2 separate regions of the Mus musculus genome follow, and region 1 is linked to region 2. Evidence: chromatin contacts called from public Micro-C data. All regions are on one chromosome and are shown on one strand. Each heading gives the region's core, a stretch centred on a gene start, on an enhancer-like site or on the middle of the called end of the contact. The rest is flanking DNA. Distances are from core to core; before and after follow the strand shown. Region 1 has its middle 23 kb from the start of Gm35333. Region 2 has its middle 71 kb from the start of Gm35333.

The links. Hi-C and Micro-C count contacts between places; a contact is called where the count stands out from the background.
Region 1: a Micro-C map of muscle stem cells shows a contact between it and region 2, with 2.4 times the contacts expected there. The contact joins two enhancer-like sites. A contact is called at or near these places in 16 of 484 Hi-C or Micro-C datasets (3T3-L1-derived adipocytes, the AML12 cell line, the C2C12 cell line and 11 more) and 2 of 115 datasets of contacts at active chromatin or transcription factors (the NIH/3T3 cell line and fibro-adipogenic progenitors).

The regions. Positions count from the first base shown.
Region 1 is chr13:60,453,893-60,461,056 of GRCm38.p6, reverse strand. No RefSeq gene overlaps it. Among named protein-coding and RNA genes, the nearest start is that of Gm35333, 23 kb to the right of the region's middle. Within about 2 kb of position 5,661, at least 113 of the 459 cell types and tissues checked have an H3K27ac peak or open chromatin away from gene starts, as enhancers often do. A contact at or near this core is called in the NIH/3T3 cell line, embryonic fibroblasts, muscle stem cells and 1 more, where this site is marked.
Region 2 is chr13:60,360,131-60,366,654 of GRCm38.p6, reverse strand. No RefSeq gene overlaps it. Among named protein-coding and RNA genes, the nearest start is that of Gm35333, 71 kb to the left of the region's middle. Within about 2 kb of position 1,479, at least 70 of the 459 cell types and tissues checked have an H3K27ac peak or open chromatin away from gene starts, as enhancers often do. A contact at or near this core is called in the NIH/3T3 cell line, embryonic fibroblasts, muscle stem cells and 1 more, where this site is marked.

The DNA.
Region 1 (7,164 bases), core at 4,412-6,911, 90 kb before region 2:
GTCGAGTGTTTTTCTCTGTTATTCTTACTCGGCATGGAGTTTACCTATCTCACTAGGTGGGCTGGCCGTGAATTCCAGGGATCCACTTGTGCCTGTTTCTCCAGTGCTGGGGTCACGGGTTCAGGTATCCCCCACAGCTCTGTGCATGGGTACTGGGATGTGAACTCACATCCTCATGCTTGCAAAGCAAGCAAGCTCTTTACGGACTGAGCTGTCTCTCCACTCCTCAGTGGTTTGCACTGTTGTCATCCTGTCTCGGTTGCTATGAGTACAAAAGCTTGTGGTTAAACAAATGTCCACAAAACAGACCCAGGGTGAAGCCACTAGAATGACAGAGATGGCAGGGAACTACATCCAGCAGAACAGCATATGCATATCCATGGCCCTGCATGATCTGCAGGGTAGAGACCTGGGCAGCTGGGTGAGCCAGCTTTGAAAGCAGCCTTAGAAATCCATAATGTTCCTGTGTTATTCTCATTTCCTACATGCCAGTGGCCACTCATTTATTAAAATATGTTCCAAATTAAGCATGTTGTGAGCTAGATTCAGCTTATAGGCAGGGCATCATTTTCAACTTTTATTTTATGAGTTAAACATAATACCAAGCCAATAGTCTGCCTGCCTGCTCTGATCCAAGATGTCTTGGATATTGGGTTTCATGTGTTGGACATTGGATCCCCTGTACCCCACTTTGGGAGATGATTGGATTGTGAGAATATGCCATATGTGGATTATTAGATTACTAGGTTGTCAAGGGAGTGGAGTTATTATAAGAGTGAGCTGCACTTGGAATGCTGATTCTGCCTTGCTAAGTGATGTCATCTGCCATATATATGTCTGGCAATAAGACCCCAAGAAGCAGAGGATATGCCCACCCCTTCCTGGACATCCCATTCTCCACAATTGCAAGAAACAAATGTCTTTATATAGAATATTAAGCCATCTATGGCTTCCCCATCTCACAAACAAGAAAACTGAGTCATGATAATATATTTCCTGATTGTATATTATTATATATAATATGTTTATATAATATACACAATTGCTCCTGATGTATATCAATATGTGTGTGTGTGTGTGCATTCTCAAGTATTTTGTATAGCAAGAGAAAGGGACAGAGTCAGTAGAGAGAGCACAGACTATAACAGGTGAACAATGTCTACATACAATTCTTGAGGGATACAAGGCTCACCCCATAGTGTAGGCTCCTGCTGTCCTCCCATGAAGCTCTCTGTGGTGCCAGGTCTGAAGAGGAGCATTCTTTGCAGCAAGCTCTCTTTGTTATAGAGCTCACATCTTTCTATAGCGGATGAATGGGTTGCACCATTTTATTTAACCACACAATGCAAAACTGAGGGAAGCGGATACTTCCATAACCCCCTTTTGGACATTTTCACATTTCATAGAGAGAAGATATAAATGAAAATGTCATGCAAATTGCAAAGCACTCCATAAGTGCTGGCTGTGGTTTTCCTCGTGGTTACAGGAACACAACTTGCTGCTATTGTCAGAATTAAGTGGTGGGTGAAGTCTGGAAACCCACTGCAATCAGTCCCTGGTGTTTCCTTGTATTAGTGAAAGATGGCAGATTAAGGGGATAGCAACCTTAGTTGTGTCTGCTTTGAGACTCAGCCCTGAACTACTCACCACCATTGACCGACTGGCTCATGTCCACTTCTTGCCAGGGTCTAAAAGAGTGGCCATCCCTGTCTCCCCATGAAGTTAGTTGTGGCCGTGGTTTGCTTTGACCTGTAAAACACAACGAAACACACACTGTTGTCCAGAGTTGAGTCTGTTCATCCACGGTGGACAAGTGCCCAGTCTCCTGTCCCTACTTTGGCAGCTGTAGGAATGTATGTTACTGCAAAGCAGCTGCTTGCTATCTGAGCCCTCCCAGAGGATGCTGCCCTGCAGAGTGGCTCTCACTTCTAGGAGCCATTTCGTCACAAAGATCTGGGAGTTGTTTGTTTCCATAATCAACCCAACCCAACCCATGTTGACTGACAAAAACTATACACAGGTGGGTACATGTGTGTGAGATGATTAGTTATCAGTGGGGCATCTCGTGCCACAGAAAGAGTGCAGGTTTATGGGGGTATTGCGTGTTTTTACCCTAGCCCTGTTGCTTGTTAGCCTTATGACCTTGGTAACCTTGTTTGTGATGTGGGGAAGCAATGACCAGGAAGAACCGTTTCTCTTGGCTGCAACCTGCAGTGCACCTATAGTGTGTGCAGGGTGTAGAAACCAATATCCAGGGGAGGCAGGCAGGTGCCTGAAGTGCACAGCAAAGGAAGGTATTGCGCTCCTACACCTGAGGGAATCCAGTGCCCTCCCGCAGGCTTCTAGACCAGGCCTTGAAGAAGCTGAAGCACACACACTCTGACCACCAGAAGCTTAGCTCTCCTGAGGGAGAAGGGTGGCACGGGATTCCCATAGGGCTGGGAGTCCCATGGTAATGTGCAGATACTCTGAGGGAGCAGCCACAGCAGTGTGGGGACGATCAGACGGCCTTTCACTGAGCACAAGACTTTGTGGACATTCTCTAGGTGGGAAAGGAAGCCTTTCAGCTGGAACAACAACAACAACAACAACAACAACAACAACAAAATAAAGTCATAAAGTCGCAAAGGTGTGGGGACAGGTAGAAACTCAGGGCATCTGAAAGCAAGGACCACCAGTTAGGGTGAGATCAGCTGAGTATAACAACGTTTGAGTTTCAGAGCGTTCAGTCACAGGAATTAATAGTTACTTTATTGTTACTCTTAGAATTGCTTTTATTTATTCAGTTATTTAACTTTTAAATTACACTCACTTTGGTGCACGTGTGGGTACATGCACGGTGCATATGTATAGATGAGAGGACAACTCCTAGAGAATAGTTATGTCCACCACATGGGCTCTGGGGATCAAACTCAGCAGTCAGGTTTGGGGGCATATGCCTTTAGCCACTATGCCACTTGCTGCTGTCTTCTGGTCTTTACCGCTATGTACCACCCCACACTAGCACTCAAGAGCTAAGTTTAACCATCATGGGATGCTTGTGGTCCCCATGGGCCACGGATTAAGCAAGGATGCTGCGAGGACAGTTTATTTTTGCACTGAGAAACTCCTTCACTCACTGGTGTGGTATGTGAGGCATAGTTAAGATACTAGGTTTGTAGGCTGGAGTGTATGCAAGTTGTCAGGCTTCTCGCATGGTGGCTCCAGCCTTCTATGTCCTAGCTGGTGAAGTCACCTTGCCATGATCCAGCCTGTAAAGCCATACAGCACAACCTCCCTACCTTCAGTGGATTACGCATAACTTTCAAGCCTTTTTATATTAAAAGGGATGTGGGAAGACTCCCATCTCCTCATGGTAGCACTGTCAGAGGCACAGCATAGAAAAGCAAGTGAGGTAGATTCATTGACTGCGGACTTTGGAAGATTCAGTCTCCTCGGTACTTCGGCAATCATATGCAAGTTGCTTTGTGTTCCCGAAACCCCAGTAGACCAGCTGCATGGGTGTGTGCTCACGCGCCTCAGCACTGATTCAAGGCAAGCAAGATCGGGTCTCAGTGCTGGCAGATATGGTCTCGGGCTTTAGCCCCAGCTTCCGGAGGGTGACCTGGAGATAGCTTTGCTGTTGGAACCCAGCCAATGAAACTGCCCTGCCAGTTTTTATATTAAAGATGAATGTCTAGGAACGGTCATCTCCCTGCCAGTTTTTATATTAAAGATAAAAACTAGGCATACTCATCTCTGAGGGTGGATGTCAGACTCCTTGGTAGATGTCTATCTCTGTCATTTTCAAGTGTTTCCCACCCACCCCCGCCCCCTTGTGGTTAGTGTGAAACTGTAATAAAATGTGCTGCTAGCCAGAACCACCAACACTCACCAAAGTGAATGCAAGCCTGTCCTTTATAGTTTGCTATAGCTGTGATGTATTGAAACATCAGGGATGGGGTGGGATCTGAGGGTCAAAGGTTAGGTTGGCTGTTAGAGTGTTTTAGTGCCCTTTCATTAAATTCACTATTCTTGGCTGACTCCAGATCTGCTTTGGACTGCCGTCCAAAGAGGAGCTACAGGCAACATTTGACAACCAGGCAGGGTTCTCAATTATTGGCTGATGTAGACCAAACTTGAAGTCATGAAAAACCTCACCAGTGCCTTCATAGCAGAGTCCATTTAAAGGTCTGGATTCAAGGTTATCAGTGCCCAGATGCTACCCCTAGGAGCACTCCTGACTTAGGAGGAACGTTTACAAGTAGTTGACAGAACTACTTATCTGTCCTGCCTTGTCTTCCCCAGGCTTTTGTCATTCTCTGTGCAGTAAAAGGAAAGGGAAACATAGCACACATTCATTTCTGGCCTTGGGAAGGGGCCAGTGATTTGGTTTAGCTAATCTGTGTAGACCCTTAAGGCATCAAACAAAATAACACAGCACATGGAGCCTGGATACCAAGATGCTGGTGTGTAGCGTTGAACCCTGTTGGAATGATTGGCACTTTACTACATCTGATGTGAGCACACCAGGATGAACCACCTGCCACTTTAAGAATTCATTGGTTTTACCTTCAAGTTCTCCACAATATATTCACCATGTATGAAATAGTTCACTGTAGCAGGAGGCGCTGCAGCAGCTGACAGGTGAGTTGTGTGTTCAGGCATAAACCGGTCAGGGTGGAGTCCAGAGGAATTCACAAAGACTGTGGGGGAGTCCAATACTGACAGAAGGTTTTTTTCCCCCCCTTTTTCTTCTAATTCCAACGTCATTTTCTCCTCTTTCCTAGAAGAGGCACTTAGCGACCTTTTGAATGGACTTATATTTAGTACCACTTCATAGAACATTTCTTAAAAAAAAAAAAAAAAAAAAAAAAAAGAGATCCATTGAACTGGTAGGCAAGTGCCTGCCTTAAATATGGCTGGGTGGGAAGTTTCCCAGTAACTGAATCCAGATTGAACTATGCGGAGAGCTGCCGATGCCTCCTGGTTTAGTCACCACTGGCAGGGGAAATTATCCTAAGGCATCTAGATATTTTTGGAAGAATGAAATCTTAAGCTTTTTTTTTTAAAGCCGTTTTGAGGTCTGGAAGAACCCCAGACATGTTTGCTGTTTTCAGTTTAACGTTTGCTGAGCATCTTTCTATTAACTTAGGACACTAAGTGCAGTTCAAGGGTGGCTGAGTCCGCAAAATGTGTTTCCGATTATTTGCATACAATCCAGCAAAGTAGCTTTGGGAGGGATTTTTTTTTTTTTTCATCTCTTTAATTTTCATTAAGCCTCACGCTTTTTCCTCCCCATTTCCTTTCTCTGGCTTTAGTTTACTGAATGACCTTTTTTGTGGACAATAAAATATCTGCATTTTAAAAGGCTCAGATTTTGTCAGACTACAGAGATGCCTCAGTAGGACGAGATGTGTTTCCCCAGAGAAATGGAAGTTGGGGCTGTCTGGAAGCTGGGCTGGGGTTCGGGGCTCTTACGGTCTCTTTTATTTCTCAAAACCCTTTGGTTGGTAATTCTTGAAGCTAATAGGGTTAGTGAACACGTGGCAACGTGAGGAGAAGAACAAAGGAGAAGTCTTCCGTGCTCACTGGCCCCTGTGCCTTTGCAGCTGCCTCGTGGCTGCTCGTGAGAACGGCTCCTTTAAGGGGAAGTGGCTCCAGGGCAACCTGTTGGAGGAATCTGAACTATGCTTCCCGAGCCAAGAATGTTCCGGGAAGGCAGGGGAGTATTTGCAAGCCCTCAGCTGTGAGATAGCCTTGAAGAGCTGAGCAGAAGGCTCATGTGTCTCCTTAATTCTTCTTGTCTCTTATCGCCTGCTTAAGTTGCCTTGCTTGTCTATATTTGTGACTGTAACAACATGCCAGGGGCAGTTCGGCTCTCAGACCAACCGCTAGGCTGGGGTGCTGTCCTCAGTGGGGAGCCAGAAGGAGGACAGCTGGTAACCGAGGAATCCAGGAATTAGGGCAGGTCCAGGGTCTTCTCTGCTGTCCACAGGCCTATGATGCTGCCGGGCTGGCAGCCTTTGTCTGCATCAGGAAGGGTTCCAGCATTTTCAGCTCCCCTCTGTCATCTAGCACTCACACAATCCTAGCTGATTCAGGTGGGAATCCGGATGGAGAGACCATTGCAAACTAAGAAGGCAAGAACATAGGGAGCCAGCTCTGCTCAAAACGATTAAATTCTCTGCATTTAAAACAGGTCTGTTTTCCTCACCCAGGGAACATGTCTGCTCTGAAAACACCTCTGAGAAGCCGAGGTCTTTCATCATGACTGGTGCCGTTTACATGCCCTTTCTAGCTTTAATTCATGATATATATGTTCTGCTCAGGGCTTAAGCTGTGTTTCCTTCAGCCCTCGGCAACACAGCTTACTTCAACTTTATAAAATTAATAACTTGTTTGGCTTCCAGGTTCACTGCCTGGGGTAGATGGGAAGGTCGGAAAAGTTGGGGAAAGGCAGTTTCGTAGAATCCAACCGAAGAGCAGGACCGGGTACAGCAACATTTCCACGGAGATTGATCTTACACAGTAACATTGGCCTGGTAAAAACGAACAGTTCAGTCTTTGTGATCTGGTCACAAGGTTGGGCAGCCATCACTGCTGTTCAATTCTGAATATTTCATCACCGTAAAAGAAACCCTTTAAGACTGTCCGTTTTCAGCCCCTGTCCACTACTAATCTGCTCCCACAGCCAGTTCTTATAGACTCTCTCGTGTATGATGTGTGGCCATCTGTGGTCAGATCTCTGTTGTATGACTCAGCCCTTTATTCCTTTTGCTGAGTCATATTCAACTGTATGGTCCAGCCCACTTACTCATTGAGTAGCTGCTGGATATTTGGGGATTTGTACAAGTGCTTGTGTGAACACGTGTTTAACACACCCCAAGGAGTGGCATTGCTCGGCCCTGTGGTAATTTTGAATAATTTTCTGATTGTTTTCCAAAATTGTTGCACGAATGTTAAAGTCCCTGAAGATGGAGAACGAGGATTCTAATCTCTGGCCACCATGCTCACAGGCCCTTGTTTGTCTTATCTTTGCTGTTGAGTGAGCTTTCGGTGGCCTCTGTGGTTTGGTTTGCATTTCTCTCTATGCCTGGCCGTGTGGAGCATGGTTCTATGGGCTCACAGGCCATCAGCATGTCTTCTTCTGAAAAATATTCCCTCAACTCCTTTACTCATTTA
Region 2 (6,524 bases), core at 230-2,729:
AAATCCTGGGGAACTAAAATGTAGGAATGTCTCTCAGCCAACAGCCATGGTGGTTAGAAATGCCAGCAACTCACCCCTCTAGTGGAATGTCCTCACAGCCTCTCCTCAGCTTCCTCCCAGGGAGGACCCTCAGCTGTGTGTTTAGTTAATGAGTGGGCCTGTGCTGACTCTCTCTCCCCCTCCCCCTCCCCCTCCCCCTCCCCTTCTTCCTCCCCCTCTCCTTTTTTCTGGGGCTACTGTTCTTTCCTCTTTTGGTTCTTCCTGGGATGGATTCCTAAATAAACTACTTTCTCATGTCAGGGCTGCTTTGGGATCAAATCAAGCTACTGCCTACTCCGGTCCCTTGAGCAGAATTTTCTCCCATGGTTTTGTCCTTCTTCCCAGTACATATCTCTTCACCTGAACATTACTGATTACAGCTGTGGGAACATAGTGTCTGATCAGCAAATAGACATGAATAATATTTAACTTAGCCTTGCACATCAGTTTTGTTACACCTTGGAATTATCCTGATTAATATTTAAATAACTCCAAACACAATACAGTTAGGCATTCTAAGGATAGAGTCTTTTGGAAAGAGTTAATAGTGACCAGGAAATTCTGTTATCACACGAGGAGGGGCAATGCCTTGTGTAGTTGGAGGATCTAAGGGTTAGACTTGGATTTTGCTTTTATAGTTAAATTAAATTTCATTCCAAATGCTACTTTCCCCACAAAGCCTGACCACTCCAGTGTGTGCTTTCCTTTTAAACCAAAACTCCATATAATTTCAAAACAAGGATATATAGATAAAATATGCTTATACCCAGCAAGTCTCCATATTGGTATTCAATGCAGAGTCCAGTGTGAAACCCGAGTTTTCCGTAGATTCACAAATGATTGCTTTTGTTACAGGAAGCTCCAGGCTGGTGATAAAGCATGGGACTAAGTCGGCTTCAGTGCAGAACACGAGATCTCTTCTGGGAGATGCTTGCTCTCTGTCTTGAATACGATGTCTGGGATTTATCTACATGCATATGTGTGATGTTTTAAAATAAATGCATATCTGTATTATGAGGCAGTCATAGAAAAATCCACGGAACTTTCTTTGCATTGACTGCTGGTGGGAATAACAGTGGGACTGGGAGTGGGTCAGGGGAGGAGGGTGGAGTTGAGATAGCCAAGCTGGAGGAGGTGGGGTCAGGTTTGGGAATATAGTGGTGAGGTTGAGGTGGTGGTGAGGCTGGGAGAAGTGGTCATGGGGTTGGAATTGGGGGTGATGGGAGGTGTGATGTGGGGTAGTGATGGGGGAGTTGAATTGGGGGTAGTGATGATGGTGTGCCTTCTGAGTTGAAAGCTTTTGCATTTGAAACTGCTCTGTGGGCTGGACTGTTTAGCACGCTGCATGAGCTGCAGCCCCTGACGTCTTTAACCAGTGTGGAGAAGGGCTGAGAAAAGGGGTGTAATGGAGAGCTAGCGGCCACGGGAGAGTAGGGCTGGAATGCTGGCTCTGACCACAAATTGGCACATGGAATGTGTGTTTCTCATTACAGCTGCTACAGTACCGCTGGCTTCTAGCATTCCAAAGGATTTCAGACTCATAGTAAATTAAATTCTCCTTTAAAAATCGCTCTGCGTTGGAAGGACATAAAGGAGCAGACTGCAATCAAGAAAACTCGGGAAAAATAAAACTAAGGCTAGCCCTGCCCTGGCCATGCCGCTGATTTGGAAGCCAAGTGCACACTGCCATGGCTGAGCAGTACCTGGAGCGTGTCCCAGGCAGCTTCCCTCGGGTCTTGAATTGACTAAGTTTTTGTTTGTTTGTTTGTTTGTTTGTTTGTTTTTTCATATTATTGGTGGATCACAGAAGACAATTCTAAATGGCAATAATTTATTTTTATATCAGAGAGGAACAAACACATATAAATACATTTGATTTTTTGCATCCGGACACTTATTTTATAGAGTTTATGTGTTTATATACATTTATATACTCACTGATACAATTTACACCTAAAAGTCTCAAACTGGCTACAATTAAACATTTAAAGAACCTGCATCTTACTTAAATCAGATCCTCATTTGTATCAGCTCTCATCCCACCACCCACTCAGCACATGTGCACAGACATGCAGTCACCCCTCCAAACACACATATGCATGCATGTGTACACACACACAAACACTCACATGCACACAAACACACACATGCACACAAACACACACATGCATGCGTGCATGCACACACATGCACATTACCTACCTAATATGTGCACGTATGTTTCTGAGTTTGTAAGCAAGCATATGTATTAATCAGTGTAGGCCAAGGAATACTGCAGCAGCAAATAGTTCACAATTCTCAACGACCTAGCACAACCCACCCAACACTCTGCCACACACACACACAGACAGACAGACAGACACACACACACACACACACACACACACACACTCCATATTAACATGGACAAATCTACAGAAAAAATTCCTTCATGAATTGACTGAGCAATCTGGGCTGGTGTGTGTGTGTGTGTGTGTATACACATTTATATATAGTTTGCTTCTTAGAGACGCCTTCCTTGCCCACACAGGATAGCACTACTCCAGCTATGACCAGAGCTGGAGGCTATCTATGGTCTAAGCAGCATTTCTTCCTCTTGATCTGTTATTACCAAGGCCACTTTTTCTGTAGTTTTATAGAAATAATCTTAATCTCTTCTAGCTATGCAGCCCTGCTTTGGTACTGAGTTCCCTTACATGTGTTAAGTATAGAGATTTTCCAGGTTTGGAGACGGGAAGCTGCTATAACTATGCCCTTGGATGGGCGTTAGTAAGATGTTGACGACATCCTCACTTAATGTGGGAGAGCGAGGCTCTGAGTCCAAAGAGGAGCTTCATTAGGAAAGATACATCATCATGGATAGGCAGGGCTCCTAGGGGGCCTTCTGTCCCCAGGTTAGTCGGAGGCTTCTAGTATCATGCCATGGTGTAGACATCTATGATAGGGTCCTGAAGGGAGAAATGAGAAAGACAAGTTTGCTTCTGGTTTCTGCTGAGGGGGTCATTTACTGATCCAGCGGTGGAGGTGCCAGTTCCCAACTCGGCATTCACACGACATGGACATCAAGAGAGATGTGAAGTGCAGACTCAAGGATGCTACCCATCAGGCAGCCACAGGTTCAGTGAAGGAGCCTAGGGTGACTTAAGTGTGGCGAGGAGCGAGGAGAGAGAGAGAGAGAGAAGACATTTTAATTTTCAAAAGAAAAGGGCTTATTCCGAAGAAAAAAAACCTCACACAGCGTCTTAGTTAGGGTTTCACTGCTGGGAACAGACACTATGACCAAGGCAAGTCTCATAAAGGACAACATTCAATTGGGGCTGGCTTCTAAGGAAAGTGGTACCTGTATCCTTGTACCCACTCTGGTCCCTGAAGCTTGATAGACTTCAAGACACAGAGAGACTTGGGTCAAGAAACTGAAAGGTAGGTCAGCATGCCTAGAATGTCCTGGAAGACACGGACTTCTAAAATCAGACACAGTAGATTATCAGAGGGACCCACTGTGTTTACTGAAATTGGATTTCCCACCAGCTGAGCGGCATGGAATTAGAACAGATTATCTTTAGTTATGAATAAAAATATAAATGCATTTCTCTCAGTGTCGTGTGTGAACTTATCTGCCAAGGTAGCCAATGGATAATGAGAGTCAGCCAAGAGTGACTGTTTCTCAGTGGTAGCCCTCGCAGGGAGAGCGGATTGGAGAACTGTGGGAGTGCCCAGCCAGACTTTGCTCTGTTTATTTTTATGGTCTATACTGCTTACCACAAGCTTCATTATGGTATTAGCTACAGAACACACACACACACACACACACACACCGTGGGGATAGACCCAGCCACCTTGAGATGATTCTGACAGCTGTTTTTATGGTTTGAGGCTGACCTGCTCTATGGCTAGCCCCATGGCTAAGGATGAGAGTGGACCAGAGATGCACATCCTGCTTTCCATGTGTGTGGGTTTCACTCCCAGACCGCTACCAACCCAGGGTCAAACACACCTGATGGAAAACTGGCTTTGAACTGTTCTGAACATGTTTTCTGTCCTTATCCTCTAAACCACACTGTAACTGTGAGTGTAACATTGATCTAAATAATCCTGTTCAAATTTAGTTTAACAAAGCAACTTGTATACTTTTAACATTTAAAGATAAGTATCTTTTCAATGAAAACAATGAAGAAAATACAAGATAAAGAATCAGAAGAGAAAGTCAGTTTCTAGCAGGACCTCCCAGGTTTTTCCACTGAGTGGCAGAACACAGGTGCCAAGGTGACTGGTAGGGAAAGTGCTGGCAGAACCAGGGTCTAAAGATGCCTTGTGTACACTGCCTTTGACCCTTTTGACCCTTCAAGTGCTAGCTCTGCTTTTAGCTTTTTTTTTTCTTTTTTAAAGAAGTATTTATTTTCTTTATATGAGTACACTGTAGCTGTTTTCAGACACCAGAAGAGGGCATCCGATCCCATTACAGACGGTTGTAAGCCACCATGTGATTGCTGGGAATTGAACTCAGGACCTCTGGAAGAGCAGTCAGTGCTCTTAACCACTGAGTCATCTCTCCAGGCTGTGCTTTTAGCTTTTCAAGGAGCCTCCATACTGGTCTCCCCAGTGCTGGCACTAATCTACAGTCCCATACACTCTGTGGGTTCCTTTCTCCCTGGGCTTCACAAGCAGTGGCTGTTTTTTGTTTTCTTGAAAATAACTTTTCTGATTGGATCTTCTCCTCCTCCTCCTCTTCCTCCTCCTCCTTCCTCTTCTTCTTCCTCTTCCTCCTCCTCCTCTTCTTCTATTTGATAAGATGACAGATAGAATACACCTGGATATCCATCAGTGGACAGTGAGAATGTGGTTCATATACAGAATAAACATTTACTCAAGTGTAAAGAAAAGTGAAATTCTAAAATTTGCAGGAAAATTGATGCAGTTGTAAAATATTTTATTAAGTGCAGTCACTCAGGCCAGAGAGAGTCAATTGCCCTGTGTTCTTTCTCAGATGTGGATTGTAGCTTTGACGTTTTGAATTTATATATTTAGCTTAAATTGTCTGTAGAGACTTAAATTAGAAAGGGACCAGTGGAAACTGGGGGAAGAGGCCTTAAGAAAAGCAAATGTAGCAGATATAAAATATGAAAGCAGAGATGCAAAATACTGGAAATAACAAGGTTCAAATAGTGATGGGAGAAAGTAGGCCATGGGGGAGGGATAAATCAAAATGAAGAATTAATAACAAAGTCATAATTGAAGCCTACTACTTTATAAGCTAAATAAAAAATGTAATGAGGAAAAGAATTTGAATGGAAAATGTACAATAGGGACAACTAACGCTGAGCCCAGAAGCAATATATTATTAAGTGAAAATTCCAGTGCTAGGTATAGCCATCTCCCTCTGAATTGTAGGCCAGGACTGCCCAGAGACTCCTAAGACAGTGCTGTTATGCCCATTGCTCTTCATTGCTCACAAGAGCTAGATGTTAAGTCCTTACTATTGAAAACACCACATGCTTTGTATATAAGACACAGAACAATCAAGCTGGAACTGGACAGGAAGCGCTCTCCCTACTGGCTAGTTTTCATGGTGCAGGAATGGTGCTATGCAGGCAACTGATGGAGAAAAATCATCCATGGTCTTAGCTCTGGACCTTAAATACTACACTATTAACCTGCCAGGCAACCTGTGTCCACTTGTGCCGTAGTGACATGGCTTATCAGTCATGGAGGCAACCAAGTCTTTTCCGATTGGATCTGAAGCCCAGTGTATAGGAGGGAGTTCATGCCTGGTGCTGTACACCTCCTGGTTAAGGCCCGGGGCTTGGAAGGTCATCGACCCTAGGGGCAAAGCTACCACTTCTCTTTTGCTAAATGGAGATGTAAAATGCCTCCTTAGTATTTATAGTTACATACGTAGACTGGAGCCATCCTCAGCTTTGGCCAGAGAAGTGTCAGTGAGCATCAGAGACTCATGGCCAGGCAAGGTTGCTGAAGAATATTTATTATATGGTATCTATATACCAGGTTTTGTTCATTCGTTAGCGTTTGGCTTGCATGTTTCTCTTGTCTGATTAATGCTCCTGTGAGTGTGTAAATACTTGTCAGACCCCATGTTTTAAAATATTTGGATGCACACTCTGAATCACACTGTAATTATATGTTTAACTTCCTGAGAAATTGATAGTGTTTTCTACAGTGGCACACACACACAGAGTATAACTAGCATAAGCTGCCCCCTTACTCTCTTTTATCATCTATGTTGCAAGAAAGTGGCCCTTTGCAAGCCAGGACTTCATCAACTACCCACATCATAGCATAAGAATGAGTCCCAGGCTCTAAAGACCAGTGCAGCATGGGGGAAACCAAGAGAGACTTTATTCCCTAAGCCAGAAGGCAGTGAACTTTCTACCCTGGATCTGGTGGTTCTGGGCCAGTAGCCTATTTCCTAACTGAAGTGTCTTTGATATTACCAGAGTTCTTTAAAGTACAATGCACCAGGTGTGGTG